Regions from separate parts of the Anas platyrhynchos genome. Here region 2 is linked to region 1. Evidence: chromatin contacts called from public Hi-C data. All regions are on one chromosome and are shown on one strand. Each heading gives the region's core, a stretch centred on a gene start, on an enhancer-like site or on the middle of the called end of the contact. The rest is flanking DNA. Distances are from core to core; before and after follow the strand shown. Region 1 holds the start of YY1 (YY1 transcription factor). Region 2 holds the start of SETD3 (SET domain containing 3, actin N3(tau)-histidine methyltransferase).

What was found. Hi-C and Micro-C count contacts between places; a contact is called where the count stands out from the background.
Region 2: a Hi-C map of skeletal muscle shows a contact between it and region 1, with 3 times the contacts expected there. The contact joins the promoter of SETD3 here to the promoter of YY1 in region 1. A contact is called at or near these places in 2 of 8 Hi-C or Micro-C datasets (liver and skeletal muscle).

The regions. Positions count from the first base shown.
Region 1 is chr5:12,621,992-12,629,075 of IASCAAS_PekinDuck_T2T, reverse strand. It overlaps YY1 (YY1 transcription factor), which reads left to right and starts at 4,675. Exons shown (of 5, transcript XM_038179397.2): 1 at 4,675-5,675. The coding sequence starts at 4,979.
Region 2 is chr5:13,147,089-13,154,172 of IASCAAS_PekinDuck_T2T, reverse strand. It overlaps SETD3 (SET domain containing 3, actin N3(tau)-histidine methyltransferase), which reads right to left and starts at 2,805. Exons shown (of 14, transcript XM_027457591.3): 1 at 2,646-2,805; 2 at 2,094-2,169. CCNK (cyclin K) reads left to right here and starts at 3,142. Exons shown (of 11, transcript XM_027457936.3): 1 at 3,142-3,374; 2 at 4,929-5,195; 3 at 6,221-6,302; 4 at 6,901-7,032. The coding sequence starts at 4,999.

The sequences.
Region 1 (7,084 bases), core at 3,426-5,925:
AATAGGCACGAGCAGGAGATGCAGATTTGCTCCCTGGTCCTATGGTGTAGGTTAGGACATACATTCACTTATACTGCTTGTGCTGGTAACTGTGAAATCATATCATGCTGGCTCAAATAATATGCATTATTTGCCAGAGGTTTCCCATTCTTGTATTATCTGTGATTTGCAAGACACCGTCCATCCAGGTGTCCACAAACACCGTATGCTGGTAGATCTAACAGGACTGCTTTGTAAAGCCTGGTGATTTTGGAAGTGTAGTTTCATGCCCCAAGCTGTGAAGTCAACCAGGAATACAGGAGAAAGCATTCATATTTGACAGCCAGCTTCACAGTTCAATAATATTTATTTGTATTTTATGTCCACAATTCAAGGGTTAAACGTTTCTGGAACAAGGATCAAGCCCACTGATTCATGTATCCTTTCATACAGTAAGAACAACTTACCTGACCTTGTCCTTAAAACACCTGCTTAATGAAACTGGGGTGATTAGTGACCCTAACTTAGAAATTATTGTGTAATGGTAGCAGTGCAAATGCTACCTCCTTCCCTCTGCAAGACAACAAAGGAGAGAAAATCCTCCCCTTACTTTGCTCAGTCTCAAAGACACAGATGACAAATGGAGGGACAGAGCTATAAATCTAAGCAAATTAATTGGCGTGGCTTTGCTAGCTGGTTGGTTTGTTTTTAAAGGGGGATCTGAAGTAGGATGTGGTACAGAAAAGAAAACAGTAATTATTAAAAGGAGAGGAAAAGAAACAGAGGAAAGAAGTGTACACAGAATTCATGACTTGTCCCTAGTCATGGTGAGCAAGCAGAACCTTACAGTCATGGTGAACCCTGAAATGCATTTTGTAGGAGTCCATATACGAGCTGGGCTCAGGGATTTTCCTCATGTTTAATTAGCCATCTGAGAGAGAGGACAAAGACATTTGCAGCAGAAGCTAGTGGGCTGTAAGGGCGATAGCTGCATTAGATCAGATGGAGATGATGAGGCTAAATCACGAAAGACTATGAAGGTAAAGTAAAAAACACATTTCCTGCAGAGCTCCAGATAGCCAGAAGAAGGACTACAGGAAAAGAGTGGCACAGCTAATTAGCATCTTCCTTTGTGGATTACTTTAATGGTATTGTAAATCCTAGTTCAGATTTCTTCCTGAGTTGTTCTTTTTTATTTTTTTCCTAAGACCTCTCCTCTTTTTATTGATGAATAAGACATTTTAGATAAAGATAACAAAGAAAACCCAATACAGTGAATCAGCAGAACTAATTCATTAGTCTTAGAGAATTCTTTAAAAAGTGTTAACAAGAGCTAATTGCTTAACACTGTATTTCAGCTATCGATTTTCTTTTCCTCTAGTAAGTGGCTTTATAATCTGGTCTTCTTTACACAAGAACAAAAATATCTTAAAAGCTATACATGTCATATATTTAACCGGATATGCAAGTGTTATCAGTTTATCAGTCAGTGTTGATTTACAATGGGAGGGCTAATCTTTCCTTTCAAACACTATACAAAATAGCTGGTGTGAGAATGAGAAAGGAGGAAAAAAAAAAAAAAAAAAGGTTATCAGAAGTCTCCAAATCAGTGAATGTGAAAGGCTGGGTGGAAGAAAATGGGAAAAGGTAGCGTTGACCCCACTAGGGGCAAGAGAGAAGGCTGTAGGTGATGGCTGTGAAAACCTCATTTTGTTTCACAAGTTTCACATGTCAAAATTCTTCCCCTTTCTTGCTCTTTTGTAAGCGGAAGGGATGGGGACAGAGGAAAATAGGACTAGAAGAAAAAACCTAGCTGGGAAAACCAGTATTGATCTTTTTGTTCATTCTTTTTTTTCTTTGTGAAAAAAGTAAGTTATTTTCAGTGACCTTCCCTTTCTTAAAATGTAACAGACTCGTGTATTTACCAAGTGATTCTTAAGAAAGCAGTTACCTAGTTTTGGTTTGATGCAGCCGAGATAAGTGCCAGAACAGTTAGTTCTGTAGCATGAAATGCCACTCCATGAGAGTCAGTTTTCTATATAAACATCATGCAATAGAATTCTGCACGCAATGGATTAGTATAACTATGATTTCTGGATGCTGTGAACGGCTAGTTCACCCTAGAAAGCAAAAACACATGAGGGGAGAAAGCACAATATTGATTGGGTGGCTAATGCTGCTGAGTGCTGACCATCATCTGCTGATGCTGTATTGAATATCTCTGAGATGGATCGCAAGAGCTCTTCCAAGCCAGGGTGCTGCAATGCCTCAAGCATACAGTGTCTTGTGCTGGGAACAGCACCACTGACTTCCCTGCAGCTAGTTGGCATGTAACAAACACTTTAAGGCCTAATCCAGACACTGAGCACCCCAGGAGTTGCAGAGGATTGTTCTTGCTTGCACCACAATATTACAAATCAAAAACAAGAAGGCGGAGGCACCACACTCATTGTGGCTCGGTGAAAGGACATAACGCTACAAGCACAAATCAAAATACAAGAAATCTTCTTAAACACAATGAAATAATCTCTTTCCCATGAGGGTGGTCAAACGGGAAGAGGTTGTGGGTCTCCATCCCTGGAGGTATTCAAAGCCCAACTGGACACAGCCTGCTCCAGGTGACTCCTCTTCTGAGCAGGGGTTTGGACAATCTCCAGAGCTCCTTTGCAGCCTCAGCTCTTTTGTGATTACGTGAAACTGAAAAGATCAACTGTCTTGTTTAAAGGTTGAGCTTAGTATTTGTTGTGATAAACCTCGACAAGGACCCAGCACACACAATCTTCTGTAATGCTAGATGCCAAGTGTATGCAGACAGTAAAAGCAGAGGGGGGTTCAGAAGAGAAAGATATCTCTTGCTGAGCAGAAATCAGAGACCTCATATGTATCTCCTCATCTTCCTTTCACTCCTCCCTTCCTCTTTTTTTTTTTAATGCAGTGTATTGCTAGTAGCTCAAGTATTTGTGGGTGGCACTATTTTTATAGGACCGTGTACCAAAATTAAAGAGGTCAAATCTCATTATCACCTAGCTTTCGTTCTTATCTAGATGATGACTGCATGGAGCTACTATATGCTTTGTGCTGGATTTGCAACTGTCTTCTCTTTGACACAAAACACATTTTCTCTTTGGGATGAAAACCCATCTCCCAAGGCTTTTCCTTGCCCATCCACCTGCTGAAGAAAGGCAGGCACTTGAGCCAGTTAACCCGAAAGAAAGAAAGGTGGAGGGGGTAGAAGCTGGCTTGCCAAGAGTAAACAAATTCGGTTTTGCTCTTTCAGTTAGACATGAACTTATTCCCAGGACTTCTGCAGAGCCAAGAAAAAAACAATGCTGGTGGTGCATGAAGGAAAAGTTAAAAACAGCTGTCTGCGGATTGATGGTGCACCACAACTTACTTCAGCAGATTTTAAGGAAGGAACTGGGGAAAAAGAAAAAGAAAAAAAAAGTAATCTAGAGCTTGTAAAGAATATATTTTCATAATAAACATATTTGTTATGGATGCTTAAAAATAACTTTTATTTCCAAGGAAAGGTTTCCAGATGAGTGTATGGACTGGTCTATTCTCAAGGGAGATCCTGTGTGTGACTTCCCTGTCCTCTTTCACCTGGTGATGCTACTCAGGGCAAGAATTTCTTTTAAAACACCTTTTCAACGGGCAGCTTTCATGCGTTTGTTTTTGTTTGATGCTGTATTCTTCTCTCTTCAAGAGAAAAAACAATGCATGGCTAATCCTCACAGCCACTGAAAAATAACTGTGTGTTGCTTAGGCAAATCACCCAGCTCAGGATGAAGGGAAGCATGTAGTGGGCAAACCACTGAGCTGAGGAACATTTCCGTGTAGCGGTTCACTGAAAAATAACCACTTGTGAATGCTGCAGCAAAATAAAGCCTTCGGTATATGCTGAAGGGTGGGAGAGGTAGAAAACACTTGTGGTACTGATTTTAAAAAACTAAAGGCACTATTTTCACTGTGCCGCTGAGATCGCCCTACAAAGGGGAGAAATTTACACGTGCCGAGCTGCGAATGTCTTAGGAAGTGCGAACAGCCGCCGTTTGTGGGACTTTTACAACAATAAGCCCGATCTGGCCGGTGTTAGGAAGGGGGAGCCGAGTGTGACTGGAGGGGAGCGATTCCGTCAGCTCCCCCAAGCCAAGCGCGCCCGCGCTCCGCCTTTGGGAGAATAAAAGAAAAAAAAAAAAAAAAAAAGGTACAAAACATAAAATAACGGCGGAGAGGAGGCGCGCAGCAGCGGGGCCCCCTCGGGCCGCCCTTCCTGTCAGCGGGCTTCCCGCGCGCCTGCGCGCGCCGCGGCCGTTAACGGTCGGGCTCCGCGCGCGCCACCTGCCGGCCGCCCGCGGCGCGAGGCGGGGCGCGAGCCGGGCCCGCCCCCCCCAACCCCCGCCGAGCAGTGGGGGCGGGGCGGGGCCTCGGCGCTGGGAGGGGCCTAAACGGCCGGGCGGTGCCTGCGGGCGGAGAGGTGACGCCGCCCGGTGCCGATTGGCTGCTGCGAGCAGGGAGGCGGGGCCGGCCGCCGCCGCGCCCCCCGATAGGCCAGCGGCGGCGCGCGGAGGCGGGCCTCCGAGGGAAGGCGCGCCCCGATTGGCTCCTCGCCTTGCCCGGTTGAGGCGGGCGGCGCGATTGGGCGCTGGGGGCGGTTCCCGGCGGGCTGCCGGGGGCTGGGGGCCGTCTCGGCGGCGGCAGCGCGAAGTCTCGCGAGGGCGCGGGGCCGGGATCTGGCGGCTGCCTCCCTCCCTCCCTCCTCCCTGCTCCCTCCCTCCTCCGGCTGGCTGCGAGGCGCTGGTGTTTGTGTGGAAGGGGGAGGAGGCGGCGAGGAGAAGGAAGGCAGGCGGGAGGCGCCCGAGCCCCGCCGGCGGCTGAGGGCAGCGGAGCCGAGCCCCTCGCGGCGGCCGCCGAGCGAGCGAGCGAGCGCCGTTCCCCTCCCCTCCTCCCTTTCCCGTTCCCCCCCCCCCCCTCACCCCCTTCTCCCTTCCCCCCCGCCATGGCCTCGGGAGACACCCTGTACATCGCCACGGACGGCTCGGAGATGCCGGCCGAGATCGTGGAGCTGCACGAGATCGAGGTGGAGACCATCCCGGTGGAGACCATCGAGACCACCGTGGTGGGCGGCGAGGAGGACGAGGAGGAGGAGGAGGAGGACGAGTGCTGCGAGGACTGCGGCCCGCACCACCCGCCGCACCACTACCACCACCACCAGCCCATGATCGCCCTGCAGCCGCTCGTCTCCGACGGCGACCCGAGCGGGGCGGGCGGCGGCGCGGCGGGCGGCGGCGGGGGCCAGCTGCACCTCCACCACCACCACCAGGAGGTGATCCTGGTGCAGACCCGCGAGGAGGTGGTCGGCGGGGACGACTCGGACGGACTGCGCGCCGACGACGGCTTCGAGGACCAGATCCTCATCCCCGTGCCGGCCCCCGCCGGCGAGGACGAGTACATCGAGCAGACCCTGGTCACCGTGGCCGCCGCCGGCAGCAAGAGCGGCGGCGGCGGCTCCTCGTCGGCCGGCGGCGGGGGCCGCGTGAAGAAGGGCGGCAGCGGCAAGAAGAGCAGCAAGAAGAGTTACCTGAGCGGGGGAGGCGGCGGCGGGGCCGAGGGCGGCGGCGGCAGGAAATGGGAGCAGAAGCAGGTGCAGATCAAGACCCTGGAGGGGGAGTTCTCGGTCACCATGTGGGCCTCGGGTAAGTGCGCGCCCCCCCGCCGCCCTCCCCGAGCCCCTCGGGCCGCCCGGCCGCCGGCGGCCGGCGTTGTTTTGAAGGGAGGCCATGTTTTGGTGTGTGCGATGGGCGCCGCCATGTTCCTCGCCAGGGCAAGTATGGCGGCTCCCCGAAAAGATGGCGGGGGCTGCGCTGCCGCCGCCGCTGCTCCTGCCCGGCTCCGCGGCGGGGGGAAGGAAAGATGGCGGCGGCCGCCAAGATGGCGGCGGCTGAGGGGGTGCGGGAGGGAGGAGGGAGGGAGGAGGAGGGCGGGCGGCGGCGGCGCGCCGCTGGCTCCAGGACTAGGCCGCAATGGCGTAGTTTCTGCAGCAGGGGGAGGCGGGGTGTGCGGGCGGGCGCTCGGTGCGGGGCGAGCCCAGCCGCGCCGCGCTTCAACCCCCCCCTCTCCGCCCGTCCCCGCCCCGCCGCTTCTCCCCCCCCCCCCTCCTCCTTCCTTCTCCTCCTCGGCTCCCGGTCCCGGCCGCCGCTCCTCTCGCTCCGCCTGGGTGCCGATCGCGCCCGTTAGGCGAGGGGCGGCCCCCCCGCTGCCGGCTGAGGGGAGCCGGGATGGCCGGGAGGGGGGTGGGTGGCAGCGGGGTCCGAGCGGGCTGGCAGCGTGTGTTTTTGGGGTGAAAGCGTGTGTTTTCGGTGTGGGAGCGCGCGTTTCCCAGTCGCTTTCCGTGGGAGTGTCTCAGGGAGGCAGGGAAGTCAGGTGAAGATGCCCGGTGTTATCTGCAGGGCTCGGGATGAACCTGACATGCGCTTCCCATTTAAGCCGCCAACGGTTTCCTGACCCTTTGCTTCAAAATATATAAGGGGAAGGATGTATTTCTTTTGTCAGCGGTACGCTGTGGCTGGTTTTCTTGCTTTGTTTTCTGTTTTCACAAAGAATTGTGTCACTGGAAGCTAAGGCTCTGTAGGCAAAGTTCTGGGCTAAAGTTACATAAGGGCAAAAAGCGGTCACTTCATGAACTACTTAAATTAGTACGGCTAATAGGCCAGTACTCGGTTTTGCCTATCATAGTTCTTGTGCGCTTTTTAATTTGTAGCAGGGTATCAGATATTGGTTAAACTGCCGAAGTAGTAGTTAAAAAAAAAAAAAAAAAATGTTGGCAGAATGTGATGCTTGTGAGTGACCAGTAGCTTTATTAGTAAGGGGAGTGCTGAAGGAAGAGTATATTGAACAACTGGATTCTTTTGTCTGAAAAGACGCAGAGAACAGCGATTCTGATTTTCACTTTCTTTAATATAGGCGATTATTTAGCAAGTTTGCCAGAGCATGTGACACCGCTGATATACACTTAGTTGGCTAGCTAATGAGCCTGATCAGAGTTCCCTGCTTTTGGATGAACAGAGAACTTTCAGTTCGGAGTTTCCTGAATTGCTGTTCAGTA
Region 2 (7,084 bases), core at 1,556-4,055, 530 kb before region 1:
AAGTAGGGCTCCAAATACATCAGGCTAAAACCATACAACACTAGTGGGGCACCTTGAAGGTAACAACAACTGGTATACTTCATTTAGATTTGAGGTCCTTTCTCCCATTTTACACTTCGTATTCTTGGTTAAATTATTATTATTAAATATCTGAAACCAGGCCTAGGAAGCTGAAGTGTTTCTAATAAGTTAACTGGCAAAGGATGGCTAAAATTGAAGTCATAATCCCTTGTTCGTTATGAAAAACTGCACAATCACAGGTTTGCCAACGTTAGCACAAGTCTATGGTATCTAGAGAAGGGGGAAGGTTGAACCACTGTTGTATACACTTCATGCATCTACTCTGAAGAGAACAGACTTCATTAATCCCTTCTTGGTTTCAGGTTGAGAAAAGAATGACGGTATGCAAATAGTACTGTGATACAGGGAAGCAGCCACTCTGCAGAGTAATAGCAAAAGAAGTTACTAGAATTAGCTAAATCTTTATTTGATCCGCTTACAAAGAACACTGACTCCAACAAATCCATCTAATTATTGGGAAACAAATTCCTAACGCATGTAGTCGTGTAATTGGAATCAAAGATAACACCGCTGTGACAATACTCTGACCTGGGAAGCTAAAGATACTCCTAGATCTACGAACGACACAGTACTGTCAGATTGAGTTTTGTTTCACTTCAGTTGCTAGTCAGACATTAAATTCAAGGCTGCCTCAAATTAATAATTTGTTACCAGAAGTTTATATTTAATTCAGAAGTAACACAAAATGCTAAAGGACAAAGAAGAGTGGCTAAATCCAAAGCAAGATCTCAAATCTAAGCATGTATTTCATAACTACTACCGCTTATCAACTTGCTAATTCCAAACTATTATACTAATAACCACACTACTGCACATTCACATCTCCACACTCTCCTCCCCCCCACGAGCTTTCTTATGCAGAAGGAATGCTTCTTACTATAAACACCTCACCAACCTTCAAGGGAAGATAACTTACTAGCTGCCACAGGAAACAATTCAGGCTCTTTCTTAATGATTAATAGTCCTATTGCCTCCCCTTTGAACCAGCTCCTCAGACAACTATTTGACCAGAAAAGTAAAAATATTTACTCTTCAGAGAAAAGAGGCAAGTAAATAGACTGTTAAACCCTACTGCTTTGCCAATAGGCTTTTGCCATTTCATTGCTTTGCTTGATTTGAGCTCTTCCCAAGGACTACCACAGATTTTTTTTCTTCCCCAAATTCCTTTTGAGCAAGTTAATGAAATTAGGTACTATTTTTGCTTGTTTATTAAGCTAATTTCATCAAAATATAGCTTCTAATTGAGAATGAAGCAAGTCACCCTGGTTGACTGCAGCCATCAGCACACAGACAGACCAAACAGCACAGGCCTCTGAAGAGGCTTGGTGCTTAAGCCACAGACATTGTGACATGTCCTTTAACGAGTGCCAAAGGCCATGACACTCTGATAGTAGATACAGAGCCCCCAAGATTTCAGAAGTTCTCAAATTGCCTCTTTCTTTCAAAGAGCAACCACTAAACCCACTCATTTGTTGAAGACAACCCAGCATGCCAGTTTAACTATACAATGAGCACAGTTGTGGTAAAGCTTGAAATCTGAGATGCAGCAGACAGATCTATAACAGTAAAAATGCCATTAATCTGTACATTTTCTATGGAACAAGATGTTTTATTTCTAAATTACATGTGATACTGAAGTTAGAGGTGTATTCAACGACTGAGATCTGAGCTCAGTGTACAGACCAGGCCGCCTCAAACTGGAAGCAGTACCAGACAAACTACACAAGGCTCCAGGCTCCTTCCCAGATTCCTTCCCCCAGGGCCCTAAATGCAACCCTAGCCACCCCATACCAAGGAGGTATTTTCAATGGCATGCCAGCCCAGCCAGCTAGACATACCCAAAGCCCTGTTGAAGCACAAGCTGACACGCTTGAGCCCCGACCATATTAAGTTACCCAAGTGAGCACAGCTCGGGGCACACCCTGCCCCTGCGCCCACCACACAGCTCACACTCCTGCTCGGTATTTTACACCAGGTACCGGCCCCACAGGATGCTCCAGCTGTTTACTCACCTACATCAGCTTCAAAACACTACGCAGGATTTTGTTCTTTTTTTTGTTTGTTTTTTAAAGAAAAAAGAGCTTGCAACTGAAAGCAGAAAACACAAGAGGTTAGGTTAACACGGGCAGCAATAAGCCGCGGGGTGAAGCCGCCGCCTGAGGAGACAGGTGCTTGTGGGGGGCTTAAAGGGGCGAAAAGCGGCTTCGTTTTAACTTTATTTCAGAGAAACTTTGTGCCCGGGAGCAAGCCCAGCGGAGGGAGCAGACACGGAGCCCGAGCACCCCCCCGGGCCGGCAGGGGGCTGCGAGGGCCGGCTGGTGAGGGCAGGCTGCAGCCAGCCCTGACAGCCGCGGGGCCCGGCAGCCGTTAGGAGCCGTTAGCAGCCGTTGGGGCGCGAGGCGAGGCCGGCAGCAGCGCGGCCCGGGGCAGGCGGGCGCCATTTGCTGGGCCCGGGGCCCTGAGGTGGGGGGGGGGGAGGGGGGCTCCGGCACCACAGGGCCGGGAAGGGGAAGGGAGGGGGGGGCAGGGAGGGGGTGAGGGCAGCGCCGCGGCCCCCGCCTTACCTCCCGCGCCGCCGCCGAGCCCGAGCGGAGCCGAGCGCGGCCGAAGGGAGCCGAGCGGAGCCGAGCGCCGCGCCCCGGACGCCGCTGCCCGCGGGTGGGGAGGCGGCGGCCCAGCTCCCCCCCCCCCCCGCCTCACAGCCCCGCACTCCCAGCGCGCGGCGCGGCCCCGCCCCTCCGGCCCCGGCCCGCGCTCGCCATTGGCCCAGCCGAAGCCACGCCCCCCGCCGCAGCCAACCCGCGCCTCAAGCCGCCCCCCCTGCCGCTGCCGGCCCTAAAAAAGGGCACGGCGGCGCCCCCGCACGCCCCTCCTATTGGCTGGGCCTTAAGCCCACGCCTCCTCTTTCCTATTAGCTCACGCGGCTCGCAATCATCCCCCTCCTCCTCTCCGATTGGTCCGCAGCGCGCCTGCTCCTGGCGCTCCGCAGCGGCTGAGCGACACGCGATTGGCCGCGGCGGGGAGTCCCTCCTCTTCCCATTGGCCAGCGGGCTGAGGCCGCCCCGCCCCTCCACCGCCGCGCTGCCGCCCGGGCGGCCAGGCCGTGCTCCCCAAGATGGCGGCGCGCAGGGCGCCGAGGCCGCGCCGCCCGTAGGGGCTCCAGGGGCCGGCTCTGGGCGGCCGCTCCCGGCGGCGGGGGAGGGGGCTCCGGGCACCCCCGGGAGGCCTGAGGGGAACCGCGGGGCGGCGCTGAGGCGGCGGCTTCCTGCCGGGCGGGGCGCCGGGACGAGGCGGTGAGGGGCCGTGAGGGGCCGTGAGGGGCCGGCGCTGGGTGCGGGGCGGTTCGGGGGGCTCGGGGGGCGGTTGGAGCCGTTTGGGGCGTTACGAAGGAAGGTGACCGCTGCACGGCTCCTTCCTCGCAGGTTGCGGAGCTCGCGGCCGATCGGTGAGTGAGGGGGGGGCTGGGGGGGCTGTGAGGGGCTGCTCGCCTGCTGAGAGGTGACAGAAATCATCCTGAGCGCTGGGTTATTTATAGAGAACAAGATCATTTGTTTAACTGTAAATAATAGAGGTTGTACTGGCTATTCGCTTATTTATAAATAACCGAAGTTGTATCGATCATTTATTTATAAATAGAAGAAATTGTATTGATCATTTCCTTGTTTCTTAATAACAGCAGTTGTATTGATCACTCATTTACTTGTAACTCCCACTATCTGCATTGATCTATCACTGATACCGCAGGACATGAAGATCCTCCACAAACCGACCTGGCACCAAGGTGGTTTCCTCTCTTCTGAAAAAGAAACTTCCTGAAGCTAAGGGAGAGAGATGTATTACACCAGCACTTTTTTTTTTTCTTTTTTTACTTTTTTTTGGTTGTTTGTGTGATCTTTCATCCGTTTTCAGAAGGAAGACTTCTGGAAAATTAAACAGCTTAATTTTAACGAGCTTGCACTCGGGTCTTCCGCTGACTGCTTTGCTTAGAGCAAGTCTGTTGCATCATATTTTAATCTGCATTTCTTACTGGAAGCCTTACCGGTGACTACATGCACAGTAATTTGTGCATGGTGTCTGCACAGTTTATTGAGTTACGATAAAAAGAGACTTGTGCCTGAAAGAAATAAAAGTGCCAAGGCAGTGTTCATTCTCTCCTTAAATTGTGGCGTGGCCGGACATCACTCATAGCGCAAATAGCAGGAAGCTGTTTGCAGAGCACCATGGTGTCACTGTAGATACGTGAAATGCTGATCAACGTAGGGAAATGGCACACGCTGCCTGTAATCAGCCGCCTTGTTTTAGAGGGGATTTTTGATGGTGCCTTAACATTCAGGCTCACAACAGTTGTGTTAATCTCTGTATGTGACAGAACAGTAATTTGGTACTGTTTTTTCTTGAAGTAACTCAAGTACAGACCACTTCAAAAAGTTTTTTGGAGGTGGTTGCTGCCATCTTACCATCCGGTTACATTCAGGAACCCAGCTGGATGTTTAAATTGCCGTTCAGACTGACCTAATGTGTGCATGTCCTAATTATGAACAGTGATCTGATTTTGTGCCCCCACCCCAACTTTTCAAATCTTCCTGCTACCGTCCTTGGATTGTTTTTCATTATTTTGTGGACAAAGTAAGGGAAAGCTGTTCTGTTGACAACTAGCAGATATTTTTTGTAAGGCATTCTCAAAGTTTCTTTATTAAACAAGTGATAGCAAAAATAACCTATTTTTATTTTTTTGAACTGTGGTTGCACTATGTGGGGAAGATAAGACGAGGTTAAATGTGACTTATCTTTCAGTGGAAAAAACATCCTCTTCATTTTTAAAGAAATCCCTTCTGCTTTTCTTAAAGGATCTGAAGCTACTCGCCAGAGACTTCTTTTCTGAAAATTTATCGAGCAAGAACAATTCTGTTTTAATAAATGAAGGAGAACAAAGAAAACTCCAGCCCTTCTGTAAACTTGGCAAACCTGGACCATACAAAGCCATGTTGGTACTGGGATAAGAAGGACTTGGCACATACACCTTCGCAGCTAGAGGGGCTTGATCCAGCTACTGAGGCACGGTACCGCAGGGAGGGGGCCAGATTCATATTCGATGTCGGAACACGTTTAGGGCTGTATCCTTTAAACTCATGGTGGCATGAAATATATTGACAAATGGGGGTTTAAGAATAAAAGAGAAATAGCATTATACATGTAGTTAGTTGTTAAAATGTTGTTGTATCATGATGAAAAATGTTTTTGAGCTTAAATGACTTTTGATGTAATGTGTTTCTATGTAGCTTTTAGCCATTTGTTGGAATAGTGAAGGTTTCATCTCAAGCCCTTGGGCAACAGAGAAGTCAGGGGATACAGTCTTGCTAATTATGGATATTCTGGCTGTAACCAGATGTGGTCCCTTATCACGTGGATCTACATAATTTCTCAAATCTTGAATTTTCCATTCATTCTTCTACATGTTTTGCCTCTGGAGCTTCTGGTATATTCCCACCTTTCCCCTCCTTGTCTCTTTTTTTGGTTGTTGTTGTTTAGGTTCAGATTTACAGATCTGTATACATTTAAGTAATTTCTCCCTGCTGTCTCACTTTCTCACAGACTGCCACTTAAACTTTACTTCCTGCATTTTTGGTACTTCTTGTAATCTCGTGAGTTTACGAGAATTTCTTTGTTTAACCTGGTGAAGATGAAACTGTACATTTCTCCTTAAAGAGAAGAGCAGGTTCCTATTTTTGTTACATTTGTAGTTGTGAATAATTAGTAACCATTTTCCACAGTAACATTTTTCAGGCGAAGTGATTGTTCTTCTGCTCCTTTACGTACTTACCACCATTTTGGACCTTTTTTGAAGCAGGTGTGGTTTATCATGTGGATGACCACGCATGGAGGTGATCAGGGCTTTGCATGCTTCCAATAAATGCTTTAGGTATCAGCTTTATCAGGGTTGAATCACAGTATTTACACAGTCTTAGGGGGGTTTGTAGCTTTTTTCCTAAAGCTACTGTTTTACTTGCGGTGTTTTTTATCAGGTCACTGAATGGATAATTACCTGAGGAACTTGATATAGCAGGGTGCATCTTTTCCGTTGTATATGCTTGGGTTTAAATTTTACGGCTTGTTTGAAATTCCTTATTCTGTACCACAGACACTATGATACTCTAGCAACCGGCATAATTTATTTCCATCGGTTTTATATGTTCCATTCCTTCAAACAATTCCCGAGATACGTAAGTATTTGCAATATTGATTGCTTAATACTGTGATTACACGAACCATGGGCTGTTTGAAGTAACAAGTCGATTGGGTACTACTGCTCGCTGCAACTCTGGATGATGAAAAACAAACATTTTATCTTTTAATCAACGCAGCTTTAAATATGCTGCACCTGCCTGCTTATTTATACATTTTATTTGTGGTTGTAAATGTATTTATATTGACAGTGTGGTTATGTCTTGCTGATACTGTTCTTTAGAAGTACGAGGCAAGAGTTCTGGTACTGTTGTATGGCTAAAAGAAAAAAAAAAAAGTGGAATTACCATCCTAAAACTGCTTAAAAGACAGTGCTGAAACAAGACTAATTCTGCTTTGGGTGTCTAACCATGAAATAAAGTTTTGTAAAATGGACAGTCCTCAAAATTCTGTGTTTTGCTTTGAGAAAGAAAAGATTAAATTAACACTGTAATAATGTTAAAAATTAATATGCTTATTAAGTGTTTTCTGGGAAACTTCTATGGATCTGTTAATAGAAACTGCCAGTGCTTTAACAGTGCTACACTGTATTGCATGTCCAGATGCAGATAACTTTGAAAGCACTTTCTCTTTTAGGTGACAGGAGCCTGCTGTCTCTTTCTGGCAGGAAAAGTTGAAGAAACACCTAAGAAATGTAAAGATATAATTAAAACAGCCCGTAGCTTGCTAAATGATGTACAGTTTGGACAGTTTGGAGATGATCCAAAGGTAAAAAAAAATAAAAAAAAAAATTAAAAAAACCTCATGTTGAAATAGATTT